Linked DNA regions of Mus musculus: region 1 is linked to region 2. Evidence: chromatin contacts called from public promoter capture Hi-C data. All regions are on one chromosome and are shown on one strand. Each heading gives the region's core, a stretch centred on a gene start, on an enhancer-like site or on the middle of the called end of the contact. The rest is flanking DNA. Distances are from core to core; before and after follow the strand shown. Region 1 has its middle 4.9 kb from the start of Gm36251. Region 2 holds the start of Dclk3 (doublecortin-like kinase 3).

What was found. Promoter capture Hi-C pulls out the DNA fragments that hold promoters and counts their contacts.
Region 1: a promoter capture Hi-C map of liver shows a contact between it and region 2, with 5 times the contacts expected there. The contact joins the enhancer-like site here to the promoter of Dclk3 in region 2. A contact is called at or near these places in 5 of 39 promoter capture datasets (hippocampal neurons, liver, pre-B cells and 1 more).

Annotation. Positions count from the first base shown.
Region 1 is chr9:113,125,595-113,131,140 of GRCm38.p6, forward strand. No RefSeq gene overlaps it. Among named protein-coding and RNA genes, the nearest start is that of Gm36251, 4.9 kb to the left of the region's middle. Within about 2 kb of position 1,792, at least 2 of the 459 cell types and tissues checked have an H3K27ac peak or open chromatin away from gene starts, as enhancers often do. A contact at or near this core is called in liver, where this site is marked.
Region 2 is chr9:111,436,353-111,441,716 of GRCm38.p6, forward strand. It overlaps Dclk3 (doublecortin-like kinase 3), which reads left to right and starts at 2,729. Exons shown (of 5, transcript NM_172928.5): 1 at 2,729-3,000. The coding sequence starts at 2,913.

The DNA of each region.
Region 1 (5,546 bases), core at 542-3,041, 1.7 Mb after region 2:
CTCACAAGAGCACTGGGAATACGGACACATGATAGCATCCAGATGTTGTGGGCTTTAGAGACTCAAATCCAGGACCTCAGGCTTGGGAGACAAGGGCTTTATCCACTGAGCCACTTCCCCAGCCAGAGGTTTGCATCTGACCTGAGGTACGCAAAGCAAACCGTTCTGATCAAACCAAGATGCCTCCCAGTTCCCCCAGTTCTTTCCTGGAAAGTTCTCTGACAAGTTGTGTGAAAAACTTCCTGGGACACAAGTTGCCCTTCAGGTTCCAGGCTTTTCTCCTCAAGGTTTGAGGTTCCTAGGGAAATTCCAAGTTCTTAGGGTCCAGTGTTTTAACAATCTGTTAAGCAAAGGGAAGGCAGAGAGTCTCTTTTCTTTATTTCAATTAAAAATTTAATTAGATATTTAGTTAGTGTATGATGTATGCGTGTGTGCATGTTTGTGTTTGTGTATGTGCATATGTGTATGTGTGAATATGTATGTATATATATGCACGTGAGTGTGTGTGCATGTATGTATTATGTGAGTGTATATGCCTGTGTGTGTGAATGTGCGCATGTGTGTGAATGTGTGTATGTGTGTACTGTAAATGAGTATGTATGCATGTGTGTACTGTGGGTGAGTGTGTAAGCATGTGTGTGTTATGTATGTGTGCATGTGTATGCATGTGTATGAATGCGTGTATTTGTGTGTGTGCATGTGTGTGAGTGTGTGCATGTGTATTGTGTGTAAGTGTGTACATGTGTATTGTGTGTGAGTGTGTGTGTTTGTATGTGAGTGTGTGCATGTGTGTGTTTGTGTGTGTGAGAGTGTATGTGGTGTGTGTGTGTGTGACAGAGAGAGAGAGCGTGTGTGTGAATGTGTGTGTGTGTTTGAATGTGTGTGTGTGTGTGTGTGTGTGTGTGTGTGTGTGTGTGTGAAGGTCAGAGGACAACCTGCAGGAGACATTCTACCTTCACCTTTACCTTCCTTCTATCTTTAGAGTCCACCAGGAAGGCTGAGTGCCGCACAGAGGCCAGACAGAGCAGCCATCATTACTCCCTCCCTGCCGCCTCCTGCCTGTCTTCTATGCCTAGCTAGCTGTTTCCTAAGGATCAGAAGAGGAGTTTCTCCCTTGTCTTTCTGGTTGGTTTCTGTAGTTTTGCAATGAAGCCTTCAGTGAAGCACAGGCCCTTAACCCCCTGCGTCAGGCTCCACCATGCCTGAGACATGACGAGACCTAACTCTCGAAAACTCCTTGCTCAGGCCAAGTGTTAAGCTTTCATGAGTATTAATTTTAAAAATGCAGCAATCGCTACCAGCAATTACAAACAGCTTCAAGGACACAAGTTATTAGCCATTTTACCTATGCCTGACCCTAGTTCAAGCGATGTATTTCATGATGTCTATTTGCTTCCATTCTGGTTTCAAATGAAATGAATAGGGGTGAAGCACACAACAAAATTACAAATATCTCCTTTAGACATGTTTCTTAACTCTTAACTCTCACTAGATTAGAGAAACAACAATGAAGTTAAAAACAGGACTGGGGTGAGAGGAAAGCGATGGACAACCAATATGCTTTAGCTCTCCAATTATGCCAGGAGCCATGCCAAGTGTTTTAGACTCTTTGACCCTTATCAATCTCTGAGCCCCCATGTAGCAGATGAGAAACCTGAGGTGCACAGAAATTCGTTTACTCATCCTGGTTGTCTACCTGTAAAATCACAATGCTAGATGCTAACACTCGTCTCCATAAATACTACTCCAGGCTCCAAGCTTTGTTTGTTTCTATGTTAATGATTCCTGCATGCAACTGTTGAACCAACCTTACCCCTGGGAGATATGAGCACATGGCTACTTATGCCAGATGAAACACTGGGGCAGACCAAAGGAAGAATTCAACCCAAGTTTAACTTGGTAATCTAATGAGTTTATAGGTATACTTTCAGGGACATGGGTAAAGGGTTATACACTGAAGCGTGGTAACCCCTAAACGACTCACCCCACCTTGGATGATGACCTCATGGTAGTAACATCACAGATGCCCTCGGTTAAACCTCTACTTCCTTACTTATTCTAGCATTTCCAAAGATCACTTGCAGCTGCGGTGGGAGGCAGAAGGAAGGAATGGCTAGCATCCCAAATCAGGCTGCTATGTCCTCCCTGACTTCTAATAGGGAGTGTTAGCAGCTATATCAACATGGCCATAGTTATCAATGTATTATCCTGTTTATTTGGTTGCCATGGCTACTGAGCCATGGTTCTCTTTATTCCAAGATGATATTTGAGTGTTCACGCGATGTCCAAAAGAAGAAGCCATAGCACTAATAGCTAAGGTTGCAGTTCATTTCTGTCACTTTATGTCTTGTAGTTTTAATGAGAAATGCCCCCCCCCAGGGTCATATAATTAAGCACTTGTTTCCTAGTTGGCGACACTGGGGAGATTATGGAACCTTTAGAAAGTGGCACCTTACTGGGAGGTAAGTATGTTCCTCAGAGTGGACTTTGAGGGTTTATAGTATCACCCTGCTTCCTGTTAAACACACACACACACACACACACACACACACACACACACACTCTTTCTCTCTCCTCCCTGTGCAGAACTGAGACGTGATATATCAGCTTCCTGTTCCTGTAACCCATCACTTGCCTTGCCCACTAAGATGGAGTCTGTCCTTCTTAGGAGTATGAGCTAAAATAAAGCCTTTCTTTCTTACGTTGCTTTTGCCCATGGTATTTTAATCAAATCAACAGAAAAATAACTCACACATTATGAATAGATTTACAATAAAATGTTAGTGAAGACATAAGTGCCAAATCCACACCACTAACCATTTACTTATTGTAAGGGCTTCATGTTCTTAGGACCCTTTGCAATCTGTTCACAGAAATCTCGTCCCTTTGTCTTGTTTGTGATCATTGAGTTTGTGAGCATTGCACAGGAACTAAGAACATACCTAACATTGCACAATGCTGGAAATAAATGAACAAGAAAGGACCCACACTTCCACTGAGACCAAAGTCTGAGTAAGAAGACTTGTATATTGAGTTTATATTAAAAAGCTTATGTTCTTTCTTATGCATTTTTTGTGGCAAGGGGTTTTCAACAAGACTTTATTGGGTTTCTTCTGTCAGTTAATAACTAATAGTTAACCTTCCAGTGTTTGAGTCCTCCTACTTTTAGAAGCTCTTCTGCTGTAAGGCATTCTGGGGTCTTTAAACCCTCTCCTATCTTGTGGTCTTCCCACTTGACCTCAGCCTCTCTCCACAACCAAGAGAACGTTCCCCTGGAGTATTTTGAGTTTCATTTCTGTAGAACCATGAACTCTCCTGATTAATTCAACTGCCTATCTCTTGCTCCACCTCCTAAATGGTGTCATCTGACAATGGCTACAGTAGAGATCTTATGGAGCAGGCTTCTTAAATGTCTTTGCTTTGGTTAGATTTTCAAGCAAAGGGGGGGGGTGGTGCACATGCTTGTAATTCCAGCACTAGGAAGACAAGGTAGGCAAATCCCTGTGAATTCGAGGTCATGCTGGTCTACGTGCCAAGGTCATGCTGGTCTACGTGCCAAGTTCCAGGTCATCCAGGACTACACAGGAAGACCAGTCTCCAAACAAAATCCTTCATCTTGGGGCTGGAGAAAAGGTTCAGTGGTTCAGAGTGTTTGGTCTTTTTACTTAAGACCTGAGTTTGATTCGCAGAACCTGCTTGGGGTTGTCCACGACTCTGTACCTACAGTTCCTGGGATATTCTCTCTTCTGGCCTCTATGACCACTGCATCCTTTTGTACATAGCTGCATATACATACATATATACATACATACTAAATAAATAAATAAATTATTATGAATAATTAGATCTGTTTTAAAGCAGAAGGTGGACATGTTAGGGTCCCATGAGGACCTCAGTGACATATACAAGCCTTATTTACAACTTCTCTTTCATTGTTCTGTAGATTTCTACCAATGTAGGTTACAACTCATTTCTTCCAGTGGAGAGTGGATATAGGTCACTCCCAGGATGCACTTAGCCCCACCATTGATAGACATAGGTACACACATTCTGTTCTTATGTTCTTATTTGGTCATTTGTGGAGAAAAGTTATAAAGAGCCCACAGCCAAAAATCCAAGCCCCCAGTATGAATTTCCTGCTTGACTTGGTACAGTAGTGACAAACTCTAGGGTCTGGGCTCTGATGGACTCAGAAACTTTTATGTCTCTCCAGAATTCACATAACATATGGTCAATATACTGTCCATGTGATAGTTAATATTGATTACCAATGTGGAGATAAATCTCTGAGCATGTCTGTAGATTGATTCTCTAATTTTGTTAATTGAAATAGAAATCATCACCCAAATGCAAGTGGCATAATGGCACGGGTGGCAGTCCTAGACTACATAAAAAGAAACCTGGGATCTGAGCACCAACATGCATCGCCCTCTGCTTCCTGACTGTGGTTGCCATGTGATCAGCTGCCTCCGAAACACCCTGCTTTCATGGCTTCCTTGCCATGATGAACAGTAGTATTAAGCCACGCATTCCTTAGTTTCCTTTTATCAGGTGTTCAACAGCAATGAGAAGAAGTAACTAGTATAGTCAACATAAGCAGAAGCATATTGTTTGTAGGCAATACAAACGTCTGAGAAAGCAAGTATCCGAGATGCATTTACAATTCGACCCATCAGTCACTCCATAAGTGAAAAATTAAATGAAAATTATTTCTACTGATAGTAGAGATATAGCGGGGATGGGGAACAAAGAATTAAATCCTCTAATTTGTCACTGGCCATCTATCTCTTCCACAAACAATTTCTAGACTCTTGTCTGTTTCATGTTGTTCCATTAACTGAACTTAATAGGAATGAAATCCTGGCATCTGTTTACTATGCTGCAGCCTGGTACTTCAAGGGTTCAAACTCCATAGACTTCTGGAAAATATATCCCTCTGATATAAGACCTCTCTCCTCCAGAAAAGCCCGAACAAAAACTGGCCCAGAGTGCCTTGCAGATAAAGGAACTTCAGTCCTGACTGCCCAGAAGTCTGAGGAATGAGGTGGTTGTCTGTGTTCACACATCTCTTTTGCATTCATGCTGCAGGCCACCTTATTCCGGGCTGAAAATGAGTGTGAAGCTCATTTTCTTCCACCTTTGTTTAATTAATAGGAACACTTCCCAAAGGATCGACTCCTTTAAAATTTTAATAAAGTTGCTGAGCTCTTGAGTTGTTTTGCCATGATACAGCGCCACAATTGTTGTGTCGATTTAGCCCTCTTAATTGTGCCTGCAATGTGCATACGTGCTTGAAAATGAAATGGGCTGAAACATGAGTTTTTGAAATAGCAAGTGACTTAAAAAGAGACGATATGGGCCTAGGCACTTCATATTGTTAAGATCTACCACTTACCATAAAAAGCTACAGTGGGCTCGGAACAAAGAGTTTGTATCTGGAATAGGGCCAGGACCATGGGAGAAGTAAAAACTCTCCTCTCTGTGGCTGAGATCCCAGAGCCAAGATTCTCTTGCTGAGTCTACAAGTCTGAGCAGTTCACTCTGCC
Region 2 (5,364 bases), core at 1,479-3,978:
ACCCTTTTGATCACTCTCTCATACTATTTATTGGGGCAGAGTCTCTTGAACCCAGAACTTAGCTGGACAATATGGCCGGTTATGTAATCTAGCTTCCCCTGAAGATCCCCCAATCTCTGCCTCTGAAACTGGGAGGGTGAGTTGTGATTCCAGCCTGGTACTGAAGTAGGATCTGGAGATCCAAACTCTAGCGCCCAGCCCTGTGTGGCCAGTGTTCTAACCACTGAGTGGCCCCCCTCAACCCCTACTCCAGCCCCCTAAGAGATTTCCTTAGACATCCTTAAACGCCTTTGACTCTTCTGCTTAACTGGAGCTATGAGTGAGCTTACTTCCTGGAGACCAAAGTAGCCCTATGCCTTGGACAGGCTCCATGGCCACTGTTGCACTCCCTTGAGCTATGCCAAATTATCTTTAGTTCAGTGGCTTACTGTGAGCATGGAGTTCCTTCTTAGACCTCTATTTTGCATTTAAATGACTGCCTAGATCTGTATTCAATGTTTGTTTGTTTGTTTGTTTGTTTGTTTTGTGTGTGTGTGAAAAATATTTTACTTTGAAGAACTGGCAAAAATATCATTTCTTAGGTAATAGGACTGTAGCAGCTTAGATATACAAGGAAGCATTCTCTTTTAAAAAGGGAAATATACTATTGGCGTAGCTTTGCACTGTCATGTGGGACCCCAACCTCTATTTTATTGGTCTATAATATTTTGGGCTTGTCTTAAAATTTTAAGGCAACCATTTAATCCAAGAAGGCTCCAGTATTGTGGGACACCATATTAGCTAGCTTTTGCTGCAATAATCTTGAGGGACACAATAGCTCAGAACGTAATTGTTTGTAACTATGGGCATTTATCTCTGTCACTTCTAGGTCTCCAGTCCTATGGAGTAGCTCTAAAATCAGGTCAAATGTTAGCTGTAGGTTGATGCTGAGGCCTGATTCATGTTTCTCCATGTTCTCCTTGGCCAGGAGGAGCAGATCCTAGGGAGTGAGTCCAGGAGGATACACATCCAATAGCACCCCATTGGTCATTTAAGAAAGATGGCCACAATGACAGACATGATGCAGAGAAATACTGTGGTTTGAAGGGACAAAGGGTGTGGTTGTGATTTGGATCTTGGATCTTCCCCAGAAGCCTAGGGGTTGAAGGCCTACTCTCTAGCCTGTGGTGGCAGGCCATTTGGGTATGCCAATTAGTGGGAGGAAGTTAGGTCACTGGCATCACACCCTTGAAGTGATACCGGGGCCCCAGCACTTTCTTGTCTTTGCTTCTTGGCCGTCAAGATCTAATAAATAAATCTCTTCCTTCTTGTGTTCTTGTCATGACATGCTGCACCACCACCAGGGCCAAGCAAGCATGAATTGAAACCTCTGAGACTATGATCCAAACAAATATTTCTTCCATTTAAAGCATGAACTCAGGGAGCTAGGGAGATGGCTTAGTGCTTAAGAGTACTCCCTTGTGTTGGAGAGGACTTGAATTTGGTTCTCAGACCCACAAGAGATGGCTCACAAGTTGGTTGTTATAACTCAGGCTCCAGGGGCTTGGACATCCTCTGCAAAAATCTGTGGGCACCTACACCAATGTGCACCTCCCAACACATACTTGTGCACATAATTTAAAATAATAAAAAATAATTTAAAAAATTGGCTACTGGTTAGCTTATGTGTTTTGTCACAGTAATGAGACTATCTAATACAGGTAGGTGGTCTAAGTCTATTAAAAGATGGAACGAGAAATTACTCCTGTAATCTAACATACTATAGATACCATATTTGAATGCCAGGTGAGGCAGGAGGTGGAACGGGACCACGGAAAGCATCTATGAGCCTCAAAACCATTTTGAGAGTCTCACACAAAGCTTCCCAGTTATATTTCACTGGCCAAGACCTTTTCTTATTGGTTAGTTTTGGCACCAGGGCAGCTGGGAAATGCAGTCTTTATTGAGGGTTGCAATGTCTTCAGCTAAAATTGGTGTTCTGTTAATAAGGTGGGGGGGTTGTGAATATGTGAACAGTTAGTTTTCCCCACAGCATGCAGCAACGTGTGGGATAAATGCACTGTGGTGTGTTGTCTTGAGCTGAGAGCTCAAGACCCCTACTGCCGAGTGTGTTAAGCCAAACTACAGGGAAACGATGGTTATCCACCATCAGGTGTTGCTTGACTTCTGCCACACAAGGCAGGAGACTCAGCATCTGATCCCTAAAGCTCCGTCTATTTGACTCTCTTCCCCTCCTGGGTTGGAACCACTGTGTCCTAACTTTGATTCTGGGTGCAAAAAGAACGTTTTGGTGGCGTACCTACAGTTTGGCCTCTGTGCTGCAGGGAGAGGCAGGGTTGCTGGGGTTCCAGACCTCCTTGACTTGGGAGTCACCCACTGAGAGCACTGTAGAGCCTCAAGTCAAAACCAGTCCCCTAGTCCCTTAGCTGGAACAGCCTTGGCAGAGGGAATAGGGAAGGAAGGAGGGAAGGAAGGAGAGAGAAAGGAGGTAGGAAGGAGATATATGAGAGAGAGAGATATGAGAGAGAGAGATATGAGAGAGAGAGAGAGAGAGAGAGAGAGAGAGAGAGAGAGAGAGAGAGAGAAGAGATCCTGTGGGGTACTGGCTGTCCAGCTAGCTCTCCTGGAGCGCCCTGCTTGCTCAAGTTCACTGCCAACTCCACCGCCCCCGGGTGGCCTAGGGCGAGGCGGGGCGAGGCGGGGAGGGGCGGGGCGGGGCGGCGGCGGCAGCGCGGTTGTCAAGCTCGCGCTGAGGAGACTGTCCTTGCGCCGTGGCTGCCGCCAGCAGCAACCTAAAGGAAGAGGAGACCTGGATCGCTCTGTGCAGCGAGTAGTCCCGGCGCCTTCCTGCGCCCGCTTGGCCGCCGTCGGGCCACGTCCAAGAGCTGCCACCTGCAGCCAGGCCGCCAACCATGCCAGCCGCGCCGGTCCTGCGCCCGCCGCCGCCGCCAGCGACCCCCGCCCCGCCGGCACCCAGTCGCCCTGCGCCTCCCATTCCGGGTAAGTGCCCTCGGTGACTGTCGGGAACCCCACTCTGAGCGATGGGGCAGCAGAGGCAGACCCTACGGGGATGCACTGTGCAGGCATGTGTGCAGGCTTGCGATTTGAGTTCATGTGTGCTCTGCGTGAGTCTGTTGTGTGCATGTGTGTACTTGTGCAACCCCTCTACACAACGGGAAACTTGCTAGGGGGTGACACCAGCTTGAGCGGTTCCCCTCTGGGCAATCAGAACGCCATTCCTGGAAAAACATACTGGGCAGGTGCAGGAGGCTGCAGGAAGAGTCACCACAGAGGGAGCTGTCGTTGATTAATCTTCATGGGGGAGGCACTAGTCACCCAGAGACGTCCCTCATTCCATCCTTTTCTGAAAGAACCTCTGTTTTGAAGCTCTAGAGCTACCTCCTTGTCAAAGGTCATCCAAGAGTTGTGGAGAGGTTTACTGAACCCTGCTTTCCAGAGCGCTGTTTCTAGCCAGAGAGTCACAGAAGAACAAAGGGGGGTTAGAAAGAAACAGTACAGGCAGAGTGTTTGGGAATTAGCAGGCTAGATCAGAGCGGGAGAAATAGAACCATCAATTCATTTCAAATATAGCCCCACGTTTTCACTCCTTTCCACGTCTGGCTCTGGGGGCGAGGTGTGGTGGAGAAAGGATGAGGCAGCTCCCGGGCCGGGCAGAGGCGTCTGGGGACACCTTCCCAGAGTATGTGCCTGCTGGGAGTGGGGCTGAGAAGCTGTGGAGGGAATTAGGTTGTTACTTGCTCCATATAGTGAGTCATTTCTCTGCCTCACTCCTTCTGAGTCCAGACCATTCTCTGTCCTCTACTTGATGGTTGATAGCCGTCCAGTGGGAGCTAGGTCCCACTCTCAACCGCTCTTATAACATATGCTGGCATTAAGGAGACTGTTTTGGGGCCTGCAGAGGGGGGTCTGTTGGCTTTTACAGGGGTGATCTACTGGGGCTAGTGTTGGGCTAAGGATCACAGAGAAGCGAGGTTCCCAGAGCTCTAGGTAGGGACACGTTATTCCTGGGGGGGGGGGGGAGAAAGCAGAGCCCCAGGGAGGAAACAGGGCTGTGGAGTGCTGGTTTGTCTACTCCCAACTTCAGCAAAGCAAGTTCTCTGTGATAGTATTGTTAGCGCGATGCCACGGGAGGAAGGGCAAAGGGAGGCAGCTGTGATTTCTGAGTTATACTTACTGACCAGCTCTCTCTCCACAGTCCTATTGTGGCACATTAGAGCCCCGAGTACTTGGCTCTGAGCTGTAAGTCACCCCCTACCTCCACTGGAGGCTGACCTTTGCGCTGCTCAGCTGTTACATGTTCAGAGCAAGGACTGGCTGTAAGTGCACATCTCTCTGGGGCAGCCCCTGACTGACAACTAATGGGTCTTGAGGAGAACATTAGTTAGCTCACCTCCTAGGCTCCTCACTAGGACACTGAGTGAGGCGTGATGTTCTTTGTTTATCATTAAGTTTCTTTGTCATTACATGGTTAACTCCCAAGGATCTTTGAGGGTCTTGCTTCCCTCACTCGGCTTGCTTTTGGGTCTTAGCTGGCTTCTGCAGTTCTCAACCACTCTTTCCTGTGAACAACAATGAATACACTCACTCCCTGTCATAGGGATTCCTCCTTGGGGTCTGATTCTGAGAAACAACAGCAAAACCAACCAACCAACCAACCAACCAACCAACCAACCAACTAACCAGCCAACCAACCAACCAACCAACCAAGGAAACAAACCACAGAACATGGAATCATTTCCCTCCTATTCTAGTTTGCTCTTCTTTGCTGTCATAAACACCATGGCCAGAAGCAGCTTGGGAAGGAAAGGGTCTATTTTAGCTTATAGGTTACAGTCCGCTATGACAGGGAATCAGGACAGGAACTCAGGGCAAGAACCTGTGGACAAGCAGAAGCAGGGGTCACAGAGGAATGCTGCTTAGTGGTTTGTCCCTATGTCTTGGTCTTATATAACCCAGGCTGACTTGTCCAGAGGTGGCACTGCCCACAATGAGCTGGGCCCTCCCACGTTAATCATTAATCAAGAAAATGCCCACAGACTTACTATTAGTCTTATGGAGGCATTTTCTCAATTGAAGGCCCCTTTTCCCAAATGACCCTGGTTTGTGTCAACTTGACCAAAATAACTAACCAGCACATGTCCCCCCTCCCTCCTTCCCTCCCTCCCTGATTTCTTTCCATGTTTGTTTTTGGGAGGAGGCTCTCATGTGAACTAGGCTGACTTTGAACTATATATGTACCGGAGGCTGGCCTTGAACTCATGATCCTTCTGCCTCCACTTCTCGAGTGCTGGGATTACAGATATGTGCCACCATGTCTGAGAGCCTTCTCACTCTTAGTGTGCT